Linked DNA regions of Mus musculus: region 1 is linked to region 2. A link is a contact called in public promoter capture Hi-C data. All regions are on one chromosome and are shown on one strand. The core of a region is the stretch at or near the end of the contact, and the rest is flanking DNA. Distances in the headings are between cores, read along the strand shown. Region 1 overlaps Dst (dystonin). Region 2 overlaps Bend6 (BEN domain containing 6).

The links. Capture Hi-C pulls out chosen DNA fragments and counts their contacts.
Region 1: a promoter capture Hi-C map of adipose tissue shows a contact between it and region 2. The contact joins two enhancer-like sites. A contact is called at or near these places in 1 of 15 datasets of contacts at CTCF or cohesin (large pre-B cells), 14 of 484 Hi-C or Micro-C datasets (CD8 T cells, the HL-1 cell line, the N1E-115 cell line and 8 more), 1 of 115 datasets of contacts at active chromatin or transcription factors (astrocytes) and 2 of 9 other capture datasets (adipose tissue and liver).

What each region holds. Positions count from the first base shown.
Region 1 is chr1:34,149,574-34,152,273 of GRCm38.p6, reverse strand. It overlaps Dst (dystonin), which reads right to left. Exons shown (of 103, transcript NM_001276764.1): 10 at 1-72. Among named protein-coding and RNA genes, the nearest start is that of Gm51742, 16 kb to the right of the region's middle. Within about 2 kb of position 1,448, at least 89 of the 459 cell types and tissues checked have an H3K27ac peak or open chromatin away from gene starts, as enhancers often do. A contact at or near this core is called in adipose tissue and uterus, where this site is marked.
Region 2 is chr1:33,882,188-33,884,887 of GRCm38.p6, reverse strand. Bend6 (BEN domain containing 6) reads left to right here. Exons shown (of 7, transcript NM_177235.3): 2 at 1,240-1,447. The coding sequence starts at 1,328. Among named protein-coding and RNA genes, the nearest start is that of Gm38471, 8.8 kb to the right of the region's middle. Within about 2 kb of position 1,282, at least 147 of the 459 cell types and tissues checked have an H3K27ac peak or open chromatin away from gene starts, as enhancers often do. A contact at or near this core is called in adipose tissue and uterus, where this site is marked.

The DNA of each region.
Region 1 (2,700 bases), core at 199-2,698, 270 kb before region 2:
ACATAAAAAGCATGCTCTAAATTTGCAAGGTTGCTTTGAACAGCAACAGTATTCATGTCTATCAGGTCCGGCCTAGGAAAAAGTGCACCGTGTTAAGTTTCATCCGTGCCAATTCAGCCTGACACCTGCCTGGGTTAGCCACCTAAGTTATACATCTGTAAGTACCAGTACCACACCCATATTAAAACTGAGGCTTCCGTTAAGCCAGTGGTTCCCAGCCTCTCAAATGCTGTGGCCCTTTAATACAGTTCCTCATGTTGGAGTGATTCCCAACCATAAAATTTTTCACTGCTACTTCATAACTGTAATCATGCTACTGTTGTGAACTGTAATGTAAATATCCGCAATGTGGGCTATCTGATATGTAGGAATATCTGCTTGTGACCAATGGGTTGAGAACCAATGCTTTAAATGCTTCCCCGGTCTCCGCAGCACCCACCCCTCTCCAGCCTCTGCAGGACCCGCCTCTCAATTCTCTGCTGCACCCACCCACTAAAATCTCTTTAGAACCTCCCTATATAGAGGAGACCTCTCTGTCATCCCACAGGCTCTCAGGTTTGCTCAACATTACCCCCCACACAAATAGCGGGCCCTCTGTGTGCTGTGGGCGTATGGGAGGAATGAGCAGTAAGGACCCTGTGTAGCAGTCATATGCACAAGAAACTCCCTTAAAGTACATCACCAATCTTGGGAAGAAAATCAAACACAACTGCGTACTTTTGTTTAACCTAAAGAAAAGGCAGGATTCTGCCCCCCCCCCCCCCCCGCCCCGCCATCAATCTACCTGTACTTTCATTAGGTCTTAGAAGGAAGTGTTCACGAAATGGAAATGTATCTCCACTTCCTATTTGTCCACAGGCCAGAAAATCATCACAAATACCTCACTGGCCTCCATGCCCACCAATGTGGTCAACATTCACCAGTAACAGTATGAGAGGTAAGGACAGCTCTCTCTCTCTCTCTCTCTCTCTCTCTCTCTCTCTCCACACACACACATAAAATATTTATTTAATTCACAGACCCATCTACTTATGTCAAGAATACTAAACAGATATGTACAAAAGGTGCATGCCTTTAATCAGGAGGCAGAGGCAGGCGGATTTCTGAGTTCGAGGCCAGCCTGGTCTACAAAGTGACTTCCAGGACAGCCAGGGCTACACAGAAAAACCCTGTCTCAAAAAAACCAAAAAAAAAAAACCAAATGTCTAAAGTTCTTCCAATAGAAAACTGTTCAAATAAGACCCAGACCTTCTGCGACTGCCAACCTCCGGGCAAGAAAGAGCATGCTATTGTGAGAACCCCGCCATTAGCAAGGAGCGTAAACACTGAGTAATCCCAAGGGGAATGAATAAAGTCATTGAAGAATGAAGGTTTTCTGACCAAGAGAATAAAACACAAAACTTCTTTCAGGATGAGGTCATTTCAGAAGAGAAACAGCTGCACAACACAGGGAGCCGAATGAGCCCCTCCTCCGTCTTGAGTTTAACTATGTTACCAGAACAGCACTGCAGTGGATGTCTTCTAGCCAAAGGTTGCAACAGAGAAAACAAATTAGCTAAGAAAAAAAACTGTAAAGGGGAGAAAATCGAAAGGCACCAGGAAAACCAAAGACCCTAAGGAGTCTTTCTTACACTGTCGCCTGGCTTGGCTGGCCCCTTCTCTTCCAGTGGCCTTCCACTGCTCTTCCTGAAGCACCCGGGGGCTTGTGCTCTGCTCTGAGTATCTACAGCTTCTGCTCTGAGTGTCTACCGCCTCCACCCTTGATAATCTCACTAGGATAACAGTCTTTAAATTTCCATCTATTTGGGACTAGAGAGATGCCTCAGATGCAACCATGAATGTTTTGTGTTCAAACCCCAAGCAGCCATCTAAAAAGCTGGACGTGGCTTTGTGTGTCTATAATCTCAGCATTGGGTGGCAAAGAGAGATGGACCCCAAGAGCTTGGTGGCCCGTTGGCCAGCCTGTGAAAATGGTGAGCTTCAAAATGGTGGTCTTCAGGAGAGACCTTGTAACAAGGCAGTATTCGTGCAATAGAAGACACGTGAGCACACACCTGTATACCACACACGTATGCACACATGCAAATGTATGCTATACACACAAAGCAATTCAGATGCTCCCTCTTACTGAAGATATTTATCCCCATCGTAAAGCTCACATCTCACTTTCGTGGAACGTTAGCGGGAATTTTACTCACAGCCTGGTTTAAGTATGCAAAGAGCATGAGCCCACACTGCGGGCACACGAAGGCAGCGTGTTCCTACTTCTGCTCGACGACGCTAGCCTTAGTTATTATCATTCCCCTATTTTATAGACACGTTTTCTTGTTCACATAATGCACTCTGACAAAAATATATGCTAGACATTTTGTAGAAAAGCATTTTTACTGATAAGCTCTTGACCTTTATTATCTTATAATTTGATTTTTACATGCTTTATACCTTTTTTTTTTTCTGGTTTTTCGAGACAGGGTTTCTCTGTATAGCCCTGGCTGTCCTGAAACTCACTTTGTAGACCAGGCTGGCCTCGAACTCAGAAATCCGCCTGCCTCTGCCTCCCGAGTGCTGGGATTAAAGGTGTGCACCACCACGCCCGGCTGCTTTATACCTCTTAAAACACCACAACCCATCTTTTCTTTCAGAAATGATTACAAGAAAACTACATAAATTTTAAATTGAAAATATAAGATCATAAGGACA
Region 2 (2,700 bases), core at 33-2,532:
TGTGAATAAAAATTTTTGAGTAGTGCATTTGCTAATACATTTATAGTAATTTGATAAGAAGCAAAATATTACCGGGTGCTCAATATTCTATATATTTCATGAAGACTCATATGCTCAATCTGACTCTGGTTTTATTACGTATAATTAAATGCTTATGAAAACAAACCAATTGAAGCAAATACTCTGAAGATTAAATAAGACCTAATGTGCATCACCAGCTATACATAACCAAGGTTAAATGTTGTCATTACAACCCTACTGATAGACTCAACTAGTTTGGGACAAGGGGAACCTCTTATCATAAGATTGCAGAGTTTTCAGAAAGAAAAACACCTTTTAAAGCAAAACTCGGGTCTAAGCAACTCTTATTGGTCTCTTGGGAATATGTTTACCCTCCATCCTGATGTTGTCAACTATTATTAATACATTTTCCTAGAAGTGCATAATTTCAGTTCTGTGTGATGATGTTTACATACACCTAGAATTTTTAAAACCTGTAGATTCTTCATGGCTACTTGACAAGAAGGGCAGATGGAAAGTGTTCTTACACTGTTTGAAGTTTTTAAAGCCAACTAGCCGCACCTGACCACATGAGCAGCTTGAGGGCGGTAACAAAGCTGAATGGGTTCTTTTGTTTCTTAAAGTATGACCTGCTACTGTGTATCAATCCCCTGCCTTGCAATAGATTTTTTTTTCCTTTTAAGATTTATTTATTTATTTATTTATTTAGGGCTGGGGAGATGGCTCTGAGGTTAGGAGCACTGACTGCTCTTCTAGAGGTCCTGAGTTCAATTCCCAGCAACCACATGGTGGCTCACAACCATCTGTAATGGGATCTGATGCCCTCTTCTGGTGTGCCTAAAGACAGCTACAGTGTACTTACATATATAAAATAAATAAAATCTTTAAAACAAAAAAGACTTATTTATTTTATGTATGTGAGTATACCATAGCCGTCGTAAGACACATCTGTGAGGACTTCAGATCCCAGGCTGTGAGCCGCCATGTGGTTGCTGGGAATTGAACTCAGGACCTCTGGAAGAGCAGTCAGTGCTCTTAACCACTGAGCCACGTCTCCAGCACCAAGCTGGATTTTTTTGAGTCAAGTAAACATGTGCGGGAAGTTGGCCAGTAAGAAAGACAACAACATGGCCCCTTCCACATGGCACCTTCCGTGAAAGGCGCTCACCTGAGCCGGCAGCAGGCTGAGGCCCCCTGTGTTTTGTTTTTGTTTTTAAGAAGCGAGAACCGCATGCAGAACAGCGGCACCTACATGGGCGTTTCTGCCATCGCCGTTCCGGAAAGCCTGGGCTGACTAATTGAGAAAATGCAGAAGATCTTGCAGACAGATGACATCACCGACAACCAAGTTCTTAGAAAAAGAAAGAGGAAACGGACAGAGACAGCAAACTCAGAAAATGCGAATAGTGCTCTGGAGAAAGCACAGGTCGGTGTTCTGTTGATTTAATCTTCTCATCTACCTCAGCTGCCTCTGCAATTCTCAGCCTTGTTCCTCGTTGTTTCTTGGCACTTTCCCCCATCTTCTGTAATTTGTCCTTTTTAACTCTTTATCCAACCAAGGGAATATAGTTTCTGTTCTCTTTTTAAGGTTAAGTTAGAAACACAGACAGTAGACAGTTTTCCTACTTCATTTCAGCCAGCACCAGATATAACATTGTTCAAAGTTTGTTTTCTGATCTAAACAAAAGATCATCAAACTGTCTGAAAATGGTTTTCCTCCCAAAATATTTTATGGAAATTGGTGCGTTTCTTCAGTAAGACTTACTCTTTGCTCTTCTGTTTAGAACTCAGCTCACAGCTGTTCCTCACTACCCCATTGCCCTCCTTTCCTTTGAACAACTTACCGACATGTTCATCCTGTATTTTTATTTGAATGTCTTTATACAGTCCCACATTTTATACATGTTTTATACATTTTTACGTGTTTTATAATGCATGTAGCATGCTGTATTCACATGTCCTTAAACAGTACCATCTCCCTCATATCCCCACCTCTGACCCACTTTATAAAACACTGTAAAAGACTACATATATATCATTTAGTAGCACATGAAAATCATAATAGAAATCTTAATTTGTTCCTGATTTTTTCAAAAAGCATTGCACTCTCCAAAATTATCCACAAGACTTGATATTATGAGGTGCATATAAATTGTTAAACATGTTCTCTAGAGAAACAAATCAACATTGCCATCAGCTTATAGAGGAATCCACTTTTGGTTATTTTTCGGGCTAGAACAACTAAAATTCATTAATGTAATATAACTATACCCCACAGGTTATATCTGTATGAAATACATAGGAGGATGACTTGTGGTTTCGAAATTGCTTGTTTGTTTCTATTCATTTGACTAGACATTATAAGATGGCATGGATTAAACGCATTAGTGATTAACTCCAACTCACCAGTAATTTCCCTTCGAGACATTAGCCAAGAGAGTCCAATGTGAACTCTCTACTTCATGCTCCTTGGGTCTCCTGACTGTATGTTTGTATGAGAGTCTGTGTCAGCCTGAAGGTGATCTTGTGAATCTGTCCCTGTGTCTGTCCTTCTGTGTCTGTCTGTTATATCTTTGGGTGTCTGTCTTTTCTGCATGTGACTAACGGTGTTTATGTATGTCTGGTGTGTAGCTGTGAGTGGACTCTGCCCCTGACAAAGGGCTTGCTCTGTATTTATTG